4 separate regions of the Mus musculus genome follow, and regions 1, 2 and 3 are each linked to region 4. The links are chromatin contacts, called in public Hi-C and promoter capture Hi-C maps. All regions are on one chromosome and are shown on one strand. Each heading gives the region's core, a stretch centred on a gene start, on an enhancer-like site or on the middle of the called end of the contact. The rest is flanking DNA. Distances are from core to core; before and after follow the strand shown. Region 1 holds the start of Btf3 (basic transcription factor 3). Region 2 holds the start of Utp15 (UTP15 small subunit processome component). Region 3 holds the start of Cdk7 (cyclin-dependent kinase 7). Region 4 holds the start of Ptcd2 (pentatricopeptide repeat domain 2).

Region 1 (4,516 bases), core at 235-2,734, 1.0 Mb before region 4:
CCAACCTAACACTGTTCACGAATTTAAATAGGAAGGTATCCTCAAATACCCTAAAAAAGACAATTAGTCTGTTGAGCATTTAGTTCAGAAAGCAATGCAGAAGAGCAGAAGATCTTCATAATAATAATAATAATAATAAAATTACCTAATCATTAAGTAGAACAGGAAAAGCCAATACTTTCAGTTAACTTACTTTTAAAAAAAATGGGGTGGGAATGCAGTTTGGGAGTTGAGAGGTCCTCTAGCATGTACCAAAACATGTGTTGGATCTCAGGACAACTCAAAGGTAACAAAATAACCACCCCCAACATTGTACAAGTCAAGGGTACACGGTACACAAAGATTTGGCAGAGAACATACTTTCCCCCCCATTCATAAAATCCAGTAACATTTGTTTATATGCGCCATAATCCTGAACCTCTTGCAAGCAAGGCACCGTTTTTAAGTGCTATTTTCTTCTCTACTCGATGACCGACCTCACCCCTACTATCTATCTATCTATCTATCTCCTCCTTGTCTCTTAGTATTGGTCTCATTTCCCTTGGATTTGCTAGCTTTGCGAAATGTCCCCTGCCAAGCAAAGTGACAAAAAAAACCCAAAAAACCAACCAACCAAACCAAAAACAACAACAACAACAACAAAAAAAACAAAAAACAAAAAACCCAACAACGTGAGAAATGCAAACGGAACTTTGGAAGAGAGAGAGGAGAGAAAAAGAAAGGAGGAAAAAAAAAAAAGAAACTTACTTTCCCACCAATGCGCACTTGTGCCTGCAGTTTGGCGAGTTTCTCCTGGTTCATGATTGTTTCTTTCATCTACAAAGAGAGAGGAAAAAAAAAAATCCTCAGCCAAGAACAAGAACGGCCGGGCCCCCCCTCCAGCATTCCACGCTCGTTATTTCCCGCTACACTCGCAGGAGAACGTCGTCCCCCTCGGGCTGAGGCCTGGATCCCCAATTCACCCCTCCAGGCTCGCCGGGGCGCACAGGGCCCCTCGCCCCTCCCCCGCCCGGCCCGGCCCGGCCTCGGGCTCAGCCCCACGGCGACCGAGCATCCCCCGCTCCCCGCCGCCCTGCCCGGCCTGGGCCGAGGCCTCGCCACGGCCTGCCCGGCCCGGCCACTCTCCGCAGGCCTCGCGGTACCTGAGACTCCCGTCCTCGGCTTCCGCCGAGAGGGAGAGAGGGCGTCGCTTCGGCCCCGGGCCAGCCGCCCCTGGCTCGCCCTCGCCCCCGAGAGTCCGCCTGGGTGGGAGCGCCCGTCCGTCGCATCGCTTTCCTCAGCTCCGTCCGTCCCCTCCCTGCCTCGCTCCTGCCGGGAAACGCCCGCCCCACCCCCAACTCCCGGTCTCCTCCCACGCCGGCGTCCACGGCCTTTTTTCTGTACCTTGTCGGAGTGGAAATGGCGCCGCGCGGGGAACTAAGGTTCACGCTCAGGGGGTCTCGGGCAGACCAGCTGAGAGAAGGCGCACACACGCGGGGACGCAAGATGGCAGCTAGAGGGAGGCCGGAAGTAACGCGACGCCACTTCCTCCAGAATTCAGGAAGCGGAGTTGGCGTCGCCGCGCATGCGCAGCCGGGGGCCGGTCCGCGGCTGTTTCTTTCCTTTCGTCCAGCGGCGGGCCGGGAGCAGCACCGGAGAGCTGGGACCCGCGGTCGCCGTCCGCGGTCCTGGGAAAGGCCGCGGATAGATCGGACAGTGAGGCTCCCTGTAGAGCTGTGGTTAAATCAGTCTGCCCTGTGGCCACCCCGTAGGGCGTCCAGCTTTGTCCAGTAGGCTGCAGTGTCTGCTCAATGCCGGGTGTAAATAAAAAACTATCGAAATCAGCCAGGCTAATGTTGCTTTCCAAAATTAAGTGACTTGGGTGATGTAGAAATCGCGACTCAGAATGTCTAGAAAGCATGTTCGGAATGCTTTCCAGATCTCCACCCTTCAGCAATTCGGTTTATTCAAGGTTGAAACAGGGTAACAAGATTTGTAACCTCTTAACCCTTCTACACCTCTACCATCGACTCCCTGATCTCGAATCGTCATGGATTCGACCATGAAGCATTCACGATGGAGCAAACTTTACCTTGAATTCTTCCAAGATGAATTTGAGCCTGCGTGCTTGGGGGTAAAAACGTGGCTGTGAGTTAAAGTTTGCCGAACTCCAGCACGAATTGTGGTTGTCGTTTTTTTGTTTTTTTGTTTTTGTTTTTTGTTGTTGTTGCATAATTTGATGGTTGTTTTAAAAAGTGTCTCGATAAGTAATCCTGGCTAGTCTGAAGCACACAGCTATTCTCCGGCCTCAGAGCCCCTCTGTCCAATGCTGGGATTATAGTCGTCTAGCACCATTCCCAGACAAATTTTAAGATAACCTTAGAAAATCCCTATATGAAGATTAAAAAACGAAAAAGAAAAAGAGGTTAAGTGAAAATTCTGTGTGCTTAAGCCTTTTTCCAATCTTAGCTACGAAATGTTTTTGAATATTCCAAAGAGAAAGTTGTGTTAGAATTTTTAGAGAATACAATTTATCCAGAAAAGTTGCCGAAATGAATACTCTAGCTAAAATCAATTTTTTTTCCCCTTGGAAACCTTTTTACACAAGAGTTTCTTGCAACAGCGATGAGTCATTTAAAAAATCGGGAGAGACAACTACGTTGCTATGTAGAAAATTGTAACAAGTTCTTTTTCTTGAAACAACAACAATGTTTCTTTTATCCGAACAAGTAAGTTTGTCTCAGAAAACCATGCTTGTTGTCTACCCTATGAAGTACCTAACCATTCTCCAAATAACTGAGATGAGGCAACAGAATTCAGTGCTACAGAAAATATATAAAACATGACTGTGTTACATATGATGGATAAAAGGTAAAACTAGTTCTTTTTGTTTTTGTTTTTTTTTTTTTTTTTTTTTTGTTGTTGTTTTTCCAGACAGGGTTTCTCTGTATAGCCCTGGCTGTCCTGGAACTCACTCTTTAGACCAGGCTGGCCTCGAACTCAGAAATCCCCCTGCCTCTGCCTCCCAAGTGCTGGGATTAAAGGCATGCACCACCACGCCCGGCTAACTAGTTCTTTTTAAAGAAATGTTTATCTGTAGAATATTTTACTCTTCATATTACACTGAAAGTATGTGAAACTTCCTAATCATGATATTTTCTGAATTTTTACATAAAACTCTACAATATGTAACTGATACCTGTCTCATCTTTTAGGCCTATATTCAAGAAATATGACTTAGTTTCTTTTCCCCTATTCTGTCATGGTATAGAAGACTTGTATGATTTTGAAAATCACCAAACTGTAAGGAAGACGATGTTTATTTTGACCCTTGCTGCACCAGGACTTCAGATTTTGCTAATATTTATATACCAGCCTTTTAAAAAACAATCGAAGGACTTTGTTATTGTTTTACTTTTCCTCTAGAAGTTACCATTTGCGGTCTGTCTTCAGGACTACCATTTCCCACTTGCTCCGGCTGTCTACAGCAAGTGTAAAGGCTTGCCTCCCACCCTTTACTGCTCATATAGAACAATGCAAGAGCTGCTTACTTAGCATTGTCAACAGAATTCGAGAAAAAAAAAAAACATGATTGCTCTCCTTGATTCATAGGACATGTCTAAACAAAATATATGGTCATTTTCATCTCTGACTGGAACTTGAATTGGCTTCAGCAAGAACCAGGTATTTACTTGACATCAGGTTGCTTCTTCTTCTTTTTTTTGAGACAGGGTTTCTCTGTATAGCCTGGCTGTCCTGGAACTCACTCTGTAGACCAGGCTGGCCTCGAACTCAGAAATCCACCTGCCTCTGCCTCCTGAGTGCTGGGATTAAAGGCATGTGCTACCACTGCCCAGCTCAGGCTTAATTCTTAAGGGGAATTATGACCCACAAGAAGTTTTGAGAAATGACTGAAGATGAATGTGCGTGTGTGCATGTGTGTGTGTGTGTGTGTGTAAAGGACAGAAGACAATTATTGGGAATTGAATTACTTTCACTATGGGTCCCACAGATTGAGCTGAGGTCATAAGGTGATGTGACAAGGGCATTTCTCCTGAGGCATCTCTCAGGCAGGTTCCTGTGCTAGTTGTCAGAGAACCACAATGGGCATACCATCCATTAAACTTCTTTGTGTTCTCCTTCCAGTATCTGTCTCTCCCACGTGGATATCTATACGTTAGCTTGCCAAGTCTCGGAAAATCTTGCTTTTTACATCTCTTTCACCTTTTTGCCACAGAAATATTGTTTTTTTCTTGTTTTTGTTTGTTTTTTTTCCTCTCTCCAAATTCTCCATTTGTTGACAGGTAGTGTATAGTAGGACCATCTTGGACCCACCAGTGATATAAATAATGGCACGTAGGCTTTTCAATATTTTAAAAGTTAAATTTTAAAATACTAAAAAAAAATTAGTATGTTAAAGCTTAGGCCTTTTGCTGGGCAGTCTCCCAACTCCTCTAAACCTGACTGGATTGGCTCTACCTCTGCTTCACTCTGGTCAACCCACTGACCCCTGCCTCTAGTGAATCTCCCTCCTCTC
Region 2 (4,463 bases), core at 1,792-4,291, 1.1 Mb before region 4:
ACAAACACTCCTATATGTCTTAGCAAATACTTGAGAAAGTATGTTTTGTTTCAAGCTATGAGTACAAAGCCAAAAGCAATATGTTTTTTAAAAAAACGTTGTCAATTACTGTCATTTCCCTCTCTCAACTTTTTTCATTTATGCCACCATACCAGAACAAACTGTCATCTAAACTGTTATCTTATTTGGTTTTATGTTATGCTCTTTGTTAAAATTTCATGTGTGTATCTGCTTGTCTAAACGTGCACTGGTGTGAAATGCCTGCTGAGGCCAAAAAAGGTACTGGATCCTCCGGAACTGGAGTTAAAGTAACCAAGGATGACCCTGCACTTATCATTCTGCCTCCCTCCCAAGTGTGTGTGTGTGCGGGGGTGGGGGGGATCACAGGCATACACCACTAGACAGGTTTGTGCAAGGCTGGAGACTGAACTCAGCGCCTCATGCAACCAGACAAGCACTCACCAACTGAGCTACATCCGTTTGAACTGGTGACTGACGCTCAGTCTCTTCTTAGGTTTTTATTGTCTGATTAAGTATCATTTTCCACAAACTTCCTAATCCCAAATTTTTTCTACCTTCTAGGTTTTCAATATATATTTAAAAGAGTCACTGCAAGCATCATTAGGAGGTACAGAGAAGCTAATTTCAGAGTAGAAAAGACAAGAAAATCCTCTTGCATATAAGATTTAAGTTTTATAGTTTCATTTGCCATTATATACATGTTCTGTGTTAAGCAGCTGCATGGTCAAAATAATTAAGTGGTATGGACTTTGACAGCTGGAGACACTGACATAAATGGGTAAGAATTGTTCAAATGCCCTCGTCCCTCATTTCCTCTCATACTTTACCTTATAGTTGTTCCAGTACAGAGTGTCTTGGGTGATCTTCTCACCAAGTACAGGATATGTTTGAATCGCTACAGGTTTATAGCCGGCCATGGTTTCATATAAGTGCGCTGTTATCCTAGGGTCAGGAGTCTGGAACTAATTTCACAATAACTTCAGTGACTCTGCCTCAGGCCTGGAAAAAGAACAAATTTTAAAGCACAGATTGTTTATAAGCTTTCCTATGCAAGGATGATTTTCATTCTACTTTCTTTCAAAAGGCTGTGTGGAACTTTATAGACTAATGACCAATAAACCATCTCATTGAAATCATGGAAGAGACACTTGAAGCATAGAGATCTGGGGTACCATACTGGCCCATCTATATACATATATACATTTACATACACACACACACACACACACACACATATATAATATATACATACACACACATATATATATAATACATACATACACACACACACACACACACACACACACACACACACATATATGCTGCATATGTATGTCCTTAAACCTCCCAGAGCAGGCGGCAATGCTTGAGAGTAAATAAGACTTAGCCTTCCAGTAGTTGAAACCAGAAAAGCATGCAGGGCTGGAACATTCACTTTCTTGTCAAAGGAAAGAATACAGAACTAGAAACACAACAGACTGACCTGACTTCCTAAAAGACAAAAGAAGCAAGGAAAACAAAGTTAATCTTTAAGTGTAGAGGCTTAAGATGAAATTAGAGATAATGTGCTGGCATCAGACATAAAATTAAACGTGAAAGGTTCAAACTGTAGGAAAGAAAACCTAAACAGAGGAAACTTAAAAGTGACAGAAGAAGAAAAAAAGAAGGAGAAGAAGAATCTAAGTTCTTAACACGAGAAGCATTCAACTGAAGACAGTCGGGAGTATCAGATGGACGATTATATCGACGATACTCTCTGTCCACTCTGAAAAGCCTGCACAGCCGACATCAGCAGCACCAAAGCAATCAGTTTAACTTATTCTAATTGCTATTTTGATGAAGCAGAGCAAACCAAGGTTCATTCACTTCACACTCACTTTTGCTTTAACATACCAGGAATGCCCTTTCACTACGTACTTCCTATTTAAGGTCAGCACAGGAAGTCATTCTGTCCCTCAGAAATCCCTCTCTGCCTTCCAACAGGTGTTCTCAAACACTATCAAGGGCCAGATGGTAAATATTTTAGGTCTGGCCAACCAACCGACAAAGCAGAAGATATTCTATAGTTAATGACATGGCAAGAAATTTTTTCACTAGTACTCACAAACGCATTTGTTGTTGTTGAAAGGAAATACAATTCTTTGAGGTCAAGGCCTATTTCATTTAGTTTCAAGCCAAATCACTGTACATAAGACAGTATGTTTATCTGCAAAAACCATTATTGGCTCACTAGATAAAAACAGGCACCGGAATAGATCTGTCCCAGGAATAGTACCTCCTAAGTCTATTTTTCAAGAAATGAAAGGTTTTCGAGGAAAGAAGTGAGAAGTAGCGCTGGCTTGCTAAGTTACACAAATGAAGAACAGCATTGGCGGGGACGTGCAAGGGAAGACAGAACAAGCAATGAGATGCTATGAAAACGAATGTTAGGAAAATCACTGGACCAAGTCAGGACCTAAGAAACTGGGATTCACGGAATAACAGGCATTACGACACAAGGTGTGATCAAATAAACCCTGAAGGGTACTGAGAACATGTAAGAGGGAGATGTTTAATTCTACCTGGACATAATGTCATTTCAGCGGGGTCTCTAAGCATAATGTGGCACGATGGGCACAAAAGAAGCAGAGCGGAGGTGCAGAGAGGGACGAATACCCAGCCATCCTCAAATCACTAAAACAGAATTCTGTCCTTGGCCTTGGAGAAGAGATTGCTCCAGGGACTGACAGAGGTGGCTAGGAGAGCGACTACAGAGGAGCAAAGCCTGGGTCAAAATTAAATCGCGGAGGCAGATAAGTTCAGTGATCTCCGGGGGAAGCCCCAGAACAGACGTCCAGGATGTCAGAGATCACAGTGAGGACTGAGCAGAGCCTGGGCCGCCACCGGGAGCCGCCATCGCCTACCTCCGCGGGGCCCCGAGGGTCCACCGAGGCACCGATCCCCAGGACGACTCCCCAGACTTCGCCAGCTCCCTACAGCATACCGCTCTGCAGCACTCGCTCAAAATCACGCGGACAGTCCAGGAGCCGGAAACGCGGAGGCGCAGAGGCGCGTCGCGGGAAGATGACGTGCAGCGCAGGCGCAGAAGGTTTACGACCCAAAGAACTACAAGAAAGCGCCCTGGTGGGCGGGGCCCTGGGCGGGGCCCCGGGCCGCTCTCCAATGACCCGGAACTGAGGCGATCCATGGTTCTCCGAGAGGATGGGCTACGGGGCGCTAGGGAAACAAGAAGCGATCCCTGGGAGTCGTCTCGCCTTCACCGAACGCTCTGGGCTTTTTCCAGAGGAGATAAAAGATAGGAAGTGACGTCTGGGCCCGAAGCAGGCCCGGGGCTCGGGACCGATCTGGCTAGGCCAGGCCAGAGCCGCTCTCCCGCTGAGCTCAGGGCGCGTGTACCACCCGCCTGACCGGCCCCTGTCCCCGGATCCGCTCGCCGCGTCGGAGCGGGAGCGGGTGTCACCCCGCGGCCGTAGAGCGGGAACGCCCGCCCGGACACCTGTCGCCCGTGAGACGCCTTTCGTTTTTTATAGCACCTTTGCCCCCACTGTAGGACAATTTCAAGAATTAGGAAGAACCCGAAGCCTCTGTGATTAGCTTCCATTGGGGACTGTGCCCCCTGCTTGCATTATACTCTCCCTTCCCAGGCGTCTGGCTGGCGAGCCTACCCACCCTTTCTTTCTTAACTCTTTCTCACCATCTCTGTCATTTCGTTTTTTCCCTCCCTTGTGCTTCAAGTCTTGGCGAATCAACAGTCTTTGCTTATCTCTGTAATCCAGTCTAGATAACCGTTCCCTTTTCCTTTCCTGTTCTCTGGTCAAAGACTGGTAATTCCGTCTATTGAAACCTATTGTTCTATAGGGGTCCGCAAAGAGGTGACTATTTTAACCCCATTTTAGGAAGGATTGAGTCTCGGGAAACTCGTGATTTGCATGTCTAGCACATCGAATTAGTTGGTGTTGAAAATAAATTATCAGACCCAATTAGAAAATATGGGAAAGAAACTGTAAAAAAAAAAATTGTCCAAATTAAGATCAGAAAATATGAGGCACTAGGTAGGTTTTGTGTGCGGTGGCTCCTAAGAGTGATCTTAAACCAGGTGAGGGAGGTGGTACACACCTTTAATCCCAGCACTCCGGAGTCAGAGTCGAGGCTACAAAATAAGTAAGACCTCGTGTCAAAAGAAAAAAGATCTCCATCTGGCAGTTTTTTCCCCCTTTAATGGGAGCTTGAAAGGAAGTTTTCAAGAGAATAGCACTGGACATCCCCTGGGAGAACTGGGGAGGAGAGGGGGTGGAGTTGCGGCTCAACCCACACGTGCCTAGAAGAAATTGTTCTTTCCTTAGAAACAGTTCCCATTGAGTGCTATAAACTAACTTTCTGTTCCTGTGGCCTTCTGACAAAATGTAGCAACTTTGTTATGTGATACTTTGTGTGACTGTAGT
Region 3 (4,692 bases), core at 635-3,134, 1.4 Mb after region 4:
CTACCACGTAGGAAATGCTACATGGAGGCAGCCTCTGGGATTTGTCTATCTATCTCTACCTCCCCAGTTCTGGAAAATGCTACCATTTGATTCTCTTGCTTCAGCCTTTGGAGTCGCTGGGCTTACAGAAATAGGCCACCACGCCCAGCCAAGGCACTTGCTACCAAGCAAGGTCTCAGTCCCTGGAACCTACAAGGCATAGAGAGAGGCTCTCTCTGCAGTTGTCCTGGATCCTGCATATGCCCTGTGGCACACAAGCGCCCCCACCTGAAAATATTAATACAAAAATAATGTCTTAAAATAAAACAATGATAGTAACAGAATCACTGAAAAGACAGCAAGCCAAATACTAAATGAATGAAAAGGGGAGGCTGCCAGATGCGAGTGTAATTCTCCATACTTCAAAGGAATTGTGAGATTACAAAGGAAACAACAGATTCAAAGAAGCACAGAAATACAGAGCTCAACCACAACAGGCCCTGAGTTCTATTCGGAGTCGCAGAGTCACCATGAGCTGGCTATAGATGTCAGCAGAGGAACGAAGCTCAACCAACTGCTCTGTTCTAATGCCTCCACATTCCTAGCTGTGCGACCCTCAAGTCATCTAACTAGCCTCAGGTACCTCAAAGGGGAGGCAAAGACACTTTACCTATTTCACGGACTATTTGGAGGTTAAGTGGGGGAAGAAAAAAAAAATAGTCAAAAGTGTTTGGCACACAGGAAATTATATCAGGGTGTTGTTAATGAATTTAAGTTTTAAGAATACTTAAATCTTTCTAGAAATTACACTATTATCAGTATTGCTGATGCCAATGAAAACCTTCGTGTATAGATAACACACCTTTAACAACCTTTGACATGGAAAGACCATGCCATCCAAAAGGACTGAAGAGACGCTGTCCTTGCCTCCATAGCCAACAACCAACTTTTAGGGGATGAAACGTTTTAACTTGAACAAAAACTGTTTCAGCCCGAGTTCCATCTTGAAACACAGGATACTAATAAATACTACTGTCTATAGAGTTCTTGTAACTCCTTCAATCAGTGTGACTGTGAGCAGTAAGATGAAGCCGAAGGTAGCCCATGTCTGTAATGCCCGGCACTCGGGAGGCAGAGGCAGAAGGATTTCCACGAGTTGGGAGACCAATCTGGACTCCATAGCAAGACTATCTCACAGACAGCCATCCATCAACTGTTAATGCACGGGCATTTACTCTCTAAGAGTTGCCTGGCGTGGTGGAGTACGCCTGCAAACCTGCAAACCCCCCAAACCCCCAAACACAAAGCAGAAGGGTTAAGGCTCGCAGCAAGTTCTAAATAGCGAGGTCCGTGCCAGCAAGGGCTACGTGGCAAGCAAGACGCAAAGACTGGAGAGGAAACAACATAAAAAGGCAACTCACTTTCTTAATGGCGACGATTTGGTTGGTGTTCTTGTCCCTGGCCTTATAGACCGTCGCAAACTAGAAAGGGGAACAGTAACAAAGTCGTAAGAGGTCTTTCTTTACCTGCTGGTTGGTTTTTGGCCCTTCCCCACCTCCCCCTTTTAAGAACAAAGAAGCCCTGATTCTGGAGGGGACTGGCCACGGCCTGCTACGTGGTCTGGAGGCCTCTTCTTCAGCAGGGAAGAAGCAATTCAGGGATGGTGACAAGGGGACCGAGCAGCCGGCGGTGGCCAGGCTGTGCCTGCCTGCGCGAGAACTCAGCCCCAGGCCTCACCTGTCCCTCTCCGAGGAAGTCCAGTTTCTCATAGCGCTTCGCTCGAGACTTCACGTCCACAGCCATGCGAGTGAGAAACCAGACCCGGGCACCCAAGCTAAGCCCTCCACCCCGCAGGAATTTAAAGCGTCCGAAAGCTGCCCAACAGCTACTTCCGGTCGCTGGACGCACACGACCTACGGGTCCCGCCCATACTTCCGCTGTGGGCGGGGCCAGTCCTACGGAAGCTGAGTTGGGCCGCGAACCCTGCCCTTCCCCGCTGCCACGTGCACACAGTACCCGGAAGCTGTGCTGTCCTAGACTGCAGTCAGTGTCCATTTGTTACTGGATTTTGTCTTTAACGTGGATTTTTTTTTTGCTTCCAAAGATGATAGGCCAGGGTTCTGACGTGGTATTTCTAAGTTCGGAATGTAGCAGAAGTGTAAGGGCTTGCCCTTGCAGCTGTCTTGCTTTGCGTTACTGTGTCGCCTGAGTCTCTATGGACACCAAACCCCTCCATTTGTTTTGTTTTGTTTTTCTTTTTGTGCATGTTTTTTTCCTCCCCCCCCCCCCCACTAATTTATTGACTTATTCTCTTTACATCCTGATCTCTGCCCCACTTCCTCCAATCGGGTACCCCTCCCCGTCCCACCCTCAAGTTCTTAAAGGCTGATTTATGAAGAAACAGGCCCAGGAAATCAAAACCAAGTCCTACTGAATGCTATAGAATGAGCCTTTGGTCTTATAAAAATTTGAAACTAATGATTTAAGAAAAACATACAGGGGCTGGTGAGATGGCTCAGCAGATAAAAGCACTGACTGCTCTTTGGAAGGTCCTGAGTTCAAATCCCAGCAACCACATGGTGGCTCACAAACACCTGGAATGAGATTTGACGCCCTCTTCTGGTGCATCTGAAGACAGTTACAGTGTAACTAGTTATAATAAAAAATAAATCTTAAAAAAGAAAAAGAAAAACATACAGAGCCTTTACACATAGTAACAGTGTTTGCTATGTAATTAATGATTTCACTTTAAGCCTAGCTGTCAATTACTGGCTCCAGCAATGGTTTCCTTTTGAGTCATATCTTTGTTTCCAGTTTGCAGGGTAGAGGGTGGTTTTGTTGAGGCCTCAATTCCCTGGTGGATTTAAGAATTGATCTTCGGGCTGGTGAGATGGCTCAGTGGGTAAGAGCGCCCGACTGCTCTTCCGAAGGTCCAGAGTTCAAATCCCAGCAACCACATGGTGGCTCACAACCATCCGTAATGAGATCTGACTCCCTCTTCTGGAGTGTCTGAAGACAGCTACAGTGTACTTACATATAATCAATAAATAAATCTTTTAAAAAAAAAAAAGGAAAAAAAAAAAAAGAATTGATCTTCGGCTGGGCAGTGGACTGGGAGGCATAGGCAGGCTGATTTCTGAGTTCCAGGCCAGCCTGGTCTACAGAGTGAGTTCCAGGACAGCCAGGGTTACACAGAGAAACCCTGTCTTGAAAAACCAAAAAAAAGAGTTGATCCAAGGGCTAGAGAGATGGCTCAACATATAAGAGCACTGACTGCATATTCCAAAGGTCCTGAGTTTAATTCCCAGCAACCATATGGTGGCTTATAAGATCTAGTGTCCTGTCATGCAGGCATACGTGCAAATAGAGGACTCCTGATCTCCAAGCCCCTTAATACTTTTGTTAATAAAATTTAAGAGATCCATGCAAGGTTCACCATATCAAACCAAAATTGGGGGCATAATGAAGTTTTGCATTAGACAGAAACTAATCTGACTTTCCAAGGAACTAGCAGCCAGTTCTCCCAAGCTGGCCAGTTTTAGGTAACATAAAGAAGTACTTTAACCCATATGAAAAAGTAAAGTAAGCGTAATTAAGCAATCGGATTCTCCCTCTACTGTTTCCTGTTCTTGTTCCATCCCTACACATCCCTGTCCTGCCAGGCATGGCAGTGCACTTCAGCACTGGAAACACAGGCAGGAACCTTGCAATTTCCAGGAAAGCCTGGCCTACAGTCACACACACACACACACACACACACACACACACACACACACACACACAATCTGTTATTGGTCATTGGGAGTTTTTTCTATAATCCTGGGTTGATTAATACTCAATTCATAAATCACAAAATTCTACAACTACATAACTAACCAGGTTATAATCAGAATCCTACATGCTACAATAAACATGTAGTTAGACTCCACAGTGCTGGGCTGGTGAAATGGCTCAGCGGGTAAGAGCACTGACAGCTCTTCAGAAGGTCCCGAGTTCAAATCCCAGCAACCACATGGTGGTTCACAACCACCATAATGAGATCTGACACTCTCTTCTGGTGCATCTGAAGACAGCTACAGTGTACTTACTTATACTAAATCTTAAAAAAAAAAAAAAAAACCCACCTCATTTAAGATGCAAACATGCCTTTAGTCCCAGCACTAGTGAGGCACAGGCAGGCAAATCTCTGTGAGCTTGAGGCCAGCCTGATTTATTCAGTAAACTTCAGGCCAGTCAGGAATACAAAGAAAGACCTTGTCTCAAAATAACTAAAAATTTTTTAACAAATATGTATTGATTCCTATATGTCAAACATTATTGTAGATCTAAAAATACCTTTTAACAAAATATCCCACTGTAGTGTAAGATAAAAATATAGGTCCAGACCATCTAAGTCTACATAGTGAGATCCTGTCTCAGAAAAAAGTTAAACATGAGGCATGATGGTAACTCTAAGAGGGACTGAGACGAAGACGGTGTTTTGCAGTTTTAAATAGGCCAGTGCAAGAAAGATACCACTGGACGTCCACTAAACATTAAAAATAGAATCAGATTAAAGTTTTATTATATTTATTGTGATTATGGTGGAGGTACCACAGTGACATTTTAAGTCAGGTCTTCAGGCTTGATGGTAATAGTTTCATCTCTCTGGCCCCAGATAATATTTTAAAAGGTTTCCTTTGGCTGCTAAGAGACCACACTATAGATAGAAGG
Region 4 (4,279 bases), core at 911-3,410:
TTTACATGTTTTAAATATTTTGATTTTATGCAGGCATGCATGTCTGCACAAAGGTTTGTGCACATTTATGCCTGCAAAGACCAGAAGAGGGCAACGGAGGAGTTGAAGCTAGACCATTATAGGCAGTTCTAAGTCACCCAATGTGAGTGCTAGGAACCGAACTCAGGCTCTCTGGAATAGCAGCAAGCACTTTTAACTCCTTAAGTATCTCTCAAAAGTAGGAGGGAAAAAAAAAAACCAGTATAATGACCCTCATCTGGCAATCAGTCTTAACAGGTGCCAAGTTTGCTAATTTTGATTCTTCTGTGTAGCCTAAATACAGTGAGCTTTTCAAAGTAAATCCTAGATTCTAAAGTGTGAAAAATCCAAATGTACTACCACACCATGGTCTTACTGACCTACAAGTATATCACAGGTCTACGGTATACTTAATCAACATTTGAAAGCCTGGACTCTTGAACTATGTAGTCTATTCCAATCTGCTGCCTTTCCAAGTCTATCTCTATCGATCTCCCAATTGATGCTGATGATGGTCCTCAAATCATATTCTGAGCAGCAGAGATCTAGATGACTGGCCACAGGGCTAATATCACTATTTTCGTGGGGTTCCTAGGGGCAGGGCTAAAGGAAGAGCCATGGACTTGAAGTACCAGAGTCTGAGAGAAAGGGTTGATGAGGAAACTAATGGTCACTCTGTCTTTTTTCTCTCTATGAGATAGGTCTTGAAAGAGTGAATAGAGACAAAGGAGAAATATGAATGACAGACGATTAAAGAATTAATAAAACAGATATTACCTTTGGTGCCAGGTAGGTTATATGCAATAGCTATCTTCTTATGTTGAAATTCCTTTAACTTCACAATGTTATCTGTGAGTAGGTATCTTTTAGCTAAAAAGTAGAAAAAGAAAATAAAGTCATTTTGATTGCTCTCCCCCTCCCCCGCAGCAAATAAGAGCATGGTTGCCTCTAAAGGATCCATCCAGAGAGGTACAAATACTATATATCCCTGGTGAGAAGCAAACATCTCCAGTCAAGTATTGAATGCAAGTCTTACATTTGAAAGAGGTAGGGATTGATGGAGTGTGAAGACTGGTTGACAAGATGAGCTATGAAGAACAAATGGGCATTTGCTATCTAGTTGGGGGCTAGCAATGCAGACACCTACACACACACACACACACACTGCAGACACCTACACACACACACACACACACACACACACACACTTTTGCTTGGTTTATTTTGGGAGAAACATGAAATATTGGGAAAAGCTATATCATGACTTCCAGTTTTGAAACTTCGGCACTGAAGATAGCCTTTCAGATCTGGACTCAGTAACCCTAGATCAGAAATCACTGACCACAGATCAGCAAGTCTGGAATGTACCCTTCTGCATCGTTGGCTGTGCATGAGATAAAAACAGATGAACCGTGCACTGAGATCTGACACAGTAAGGTAGTAACAAAAATAGTTGTTTATGAAAAGGCAGTCCTGTGACGCTGTCAGATCTGGGTCTTTAGTTCAAATACAGCATCTGCCAGCTCCCTGTGACCTTGGGCGAGTGACAACCTTGTCTACTTCCTATTCTGTAAATGAAGAAGGGTACCTCTGTCACTGGATGCTATGTGTGTGTGTGCGCGCCCACATTATAATAATTTTATTATCAATAGCAGTCACGCCTTCAGAAAGGCGGTAAGGAATAATTTGGGGGATGAGGACGCCTGCCTCGAGTCTTTGAGAATGTAAGCAGCACAGCTTGGGTTCCCATCTCTTAAACTCCGCACCAAAACCTTGCAGAAAAGGACACCCGACGACTGAGGTATGTTCTCGAAGAGCAACTTGGACCTTTGCAAGTGCAGTCCCTAGCTGCCCTTTGCTTTCCAGGCACAGAGCAGAGGGGTTCACAGTCCGGAAGCAAACCGGGCTGCTCACGCGTGCAGCAAAAGGGAAAGGGCGCACGAGCCTCCTCCAAAAAGAGAGGCCGCGGTGGGCTCACGCTCCCTTCTCTTCCACCCTCCCTCCTTCCAGGCGTGCGGCCGCTCGTACCTCCGAGAGTGCAGCGGCAGCAGGCGGAGCCTGAGCCCGTCACCCCGGGATGCAGCGAAGGACGCGGCACCCGCAGGCGTTCCAGGGGCCGAAACACTGTAGCCATGTTGTTCCGGGCCGGGCTGCACCATCTGCGGGACCCGGGCAGGGGGGACCTCTGAGGTGGTAGGACCACTTCCGGCGGAGGCGGGCTCTGTGCCTGTCCCCCCACGCCCGCCTTCCACTTGGTGCGCTCCAAGATGGCGGCTCCCATGGTGCGGTGTGGGATGCTCCTGGCTCGGCGACTAGACGCGTCTCGCCTTTGCCTCGCAGGTTGGTGGCTGCTGCCTTGGAGCTGCAGCTCCATTTAGGCCTCCCAGCACGCTGTTTATTGAAGGAAGGGGGTGATGGGCTTCCAGGAAGCGCATAAGTGCGTCTGGGATCCGGTTGCTAGAGAAGCCGTTTAGGGTATTGGTAACCCAGAAAGGAAAAATAATCCCTCTTCTTTAAGGCTAGTACCCGCCATTCCAAACTTTTGAAAAGTAGGGGAAGGCTGTAGCATGAGGTTCTGCGTATGTCTTGCAAGTTTAATGTATTAAATTAGTAGACTTCTTGGTGATCATGAAAAACCCAAATATGTTCACTCCGTGGGCTAGAACAGTTTTCTTCCCCTGAGATTTCTTTGGAGGGTCATCAGGCAAAAGTTTTCCCTCACTGCCTTGTACTTGATGACCCGAACCCTTGGTCTTCATCTCCTGAAAGAATTTTTCAACACTAGCCTCACTTTACCTGGTGACCTTGGCCACAACTTCTGCCTGACATTTCTTTTTTTTTTTTTTTTTCCACCAGTAGGTAAACAAGCAGAGCGATTTGATGGCTTGAGTTGAATCACATAATCACTCAAAGCCTTTTTAGGGTACCTAATGGTGAAAATACGTTTTGAAGTTTTTGCAAAACCCGAGTTTGTAGTGCTTACAATCTCGTAATCCTTGAAGATGTGCCAGATAACAGAAGTAAAATGAACTAACCACACTTGGATGTTTGCAATGCTGCTTGTTTTCAATCAGACTCCCTTAACACCAGTCACAAAAAGAGAAGCAATGCTCACTTGCTCTCACTCCTGTAAGTGTACAGCCATTTAAAAACTCCACAGTTGTCCTCAAGAGTTTTCTAAAGATAAAGTGTTTGAACTACCTGGCAAGAACACTTCATATCACACATTTGACAAATTGATACGAACAATATTTGGCACTAAGAGTGCTTTGTAGAGCTATTTGGCATATTTAATTGTGATTGGTAGTAAATTCTTTGAAGTTTCATAAGACCCACACTAGTAGATACAGGAGAGTAAGTTGGTTGCTTATAATGGCTGGGGCAACTATTGTAACAAAGGAATGGAAACTACACAGAGCAACTTGAGAGAACCTTTACTTTGGCAGTTTATACTCTGAAGCTATCCCAACTTGGTAGTTGCTAGTACTTGTAGCTATTTAAATTTAAGTTGAAGATAAATAAGATTAAAAACTAAGTTTCTTCACGGCAGTTAGTGTTTTATGTGGTCAGTACATCCATGTAGCTGATGTCTTTTGTCTTGGACAATTTAAAATGTAACATTTTTATTTCTACAGAAGTTTTTTGGACACTGCATTAGACCACAGATGGAGGCTATAGGAAGGCAATATAAGTACATCAGTGTATAAATACCCTAATTCAAGTACTCAGCTTGTACAAATTCATGACAGATGAGTCAGTATATGCAACACTTTAAGACTTCTACATAGTCTACTTAAAATAGGATGAAAGAATACAGCCCAAATGATCAAAAAGATAGAAGAAAAATGAACTGAGATAGAGCAACAACAGGTATGTGAAAAGGACAGGGGAAGGAAACTTACTGGGTACCATAATTCGTAGACAGGCATTAGTGAGCCTTAACCACCCTGCTGATAGGTGGTATCCCTCATTTTGTGTATGATGAAAAAGATACAGAGGTGTATGATCTGCCCAATCTTCATAGCATTTATTATTGGCACCACAAGGGCTAAAAGTTAAATTGTGCTGCTAAAGCTTGTCTATTTTCACAATCACATTATTTTCTTATTTTAAAAACAAAACAAACAAACAAAATGCTTGGAGACATTTTGAATGGCACGTGCAGAGGGGGACTGGCAAGGCCCAGACCTAAGCCTGTGAGTCTGAAGACTCTTACTCATTCAGATGTGTTTTGAGCACTTTGAATGTTGTTACTGGGTTA

Evidence for each region. A called contact is a pair of places that touch in the nucleus more often than the background predicts. Capture Hi-C pulls out chosen DNA fragments and counts their contacts.
Region 1: a contact with region 4 is called in a Hi-C map of regulatory T cells, with 6 times the contacts expected there. The contact joins the promoter of Btf3 here to the promoter of Ptcd2 in region 4. A contact is called at or near these places in 3 of 39 promoter capture datasets (the C10 cell line, erythroid cells and liver) and 3 of 484 Hi-C or Micro-C datasets (B cells, CD4 T cells and regulatory T cells).
Region 2: a contact with region 4 is called in a Hi-C map of CD8 T cells, with 6 times the contacts expected there. The contact joins the promoter of Utp15 here to the promoter of Ptcd2 in region 4. A contact is called at or near these places in 3 of 39 promoter capture datasets (embryonic stem cells, erythroid cells and liver), 6 of 484 Hi-C or Micro-C datasets (CD4 T cells, CD8 T cells, embryonic stem cells and 1 more), 1 of 115 datasets of contacts at active chromatin or transcription factors (thymic regulatory T cells) and 2 of 9 other capture datasets (adipose tissue and liver).
Region 3: a contact with region 4 is called in a promoter capture Hi-C map of liver, with 3 times the contacts expected there. The contact joins the promoter of Cdk7 here to the promoter of Ptcd2 in region 4. A contact is called at or near these places in 3 of 39 promoter capture datasets (cranial neural crest, liver and pre-B cells), 1 of 484 Hi-C or Micro-C datasets (CD4 T cells), 2 of 115 datasets of contacts at active chromatin or transcription factors (astrocytes and cardiomyocytes) and 1 of 9 other capture datasets (liver).

What each region holds. Positions count from the first base shown.
Region 1 is chr13:98,315,483-98,319,998 of GRCm38.p6, forward strand. Btf3 (basic transcription factor 3) reads right to left here and starts at 1,485. Exons shown (of 6, transcript NM_145455.3): 1 at 1,143-1,485; 2 at 748-816. The coding sequence starts at 1,268. It overlaps Gm9828 (predicted gene 9828), which reads left to right and starts at 1,634. Exons shown (of 4, transcript NR_137279.1): 1 at 1,634-2,127; 2 at 3,592-3,663.
Region 2 is chr13:98,259,951-98,264,413 of GRCm38.p6, forward strand. Utp15 (UTP15 small subunit processome component) reads right to left here and starts at 3,042. Exons shown (of 13, transcript NM_178918.3): 1 at 2,925-3,042; 2 at 849-1,020. The coding sequence starts at 938. Ankra2 (ankyrin repeat, family A (RFXANK-like), 2) reads left to right here and starts at 3,126. Exons shown (of 8, transcript NM_001271388.1): 1 at 3,126-3,526.
Region 3 is chr13:100,729,058-100,733,749 of GRCm38.p6, forward strand. Cdk7 (cyclin-dependent kinase 7) reads right to left here and starts at 1,885. Exons shown (of 12, transcript NM_009874.3): 1 at 1,717-1,885; 2 at 1,401-1,460. The coding sequence starts at 1,782.
Region 4 is chr13:99,342,518-99,346,796 of GRCm38.p6, forward strand. Ptcd2 (pentatricopeptide repeat domain 2) reads right to left here and starts at 2,161. Exons shown (of 10, transcript NM_026873.2): 1 at 2,047-2,161; 2 at 796-888. The coding sequence starts at 2,152. Mrps27 (mitochondrial ribosomal protein S27) reads left to right here and starts at 2,269. Exons shown (of 11, transcript NM_173757.3): 1 at 2,269-2,358. The coding sequence starts at 2,286.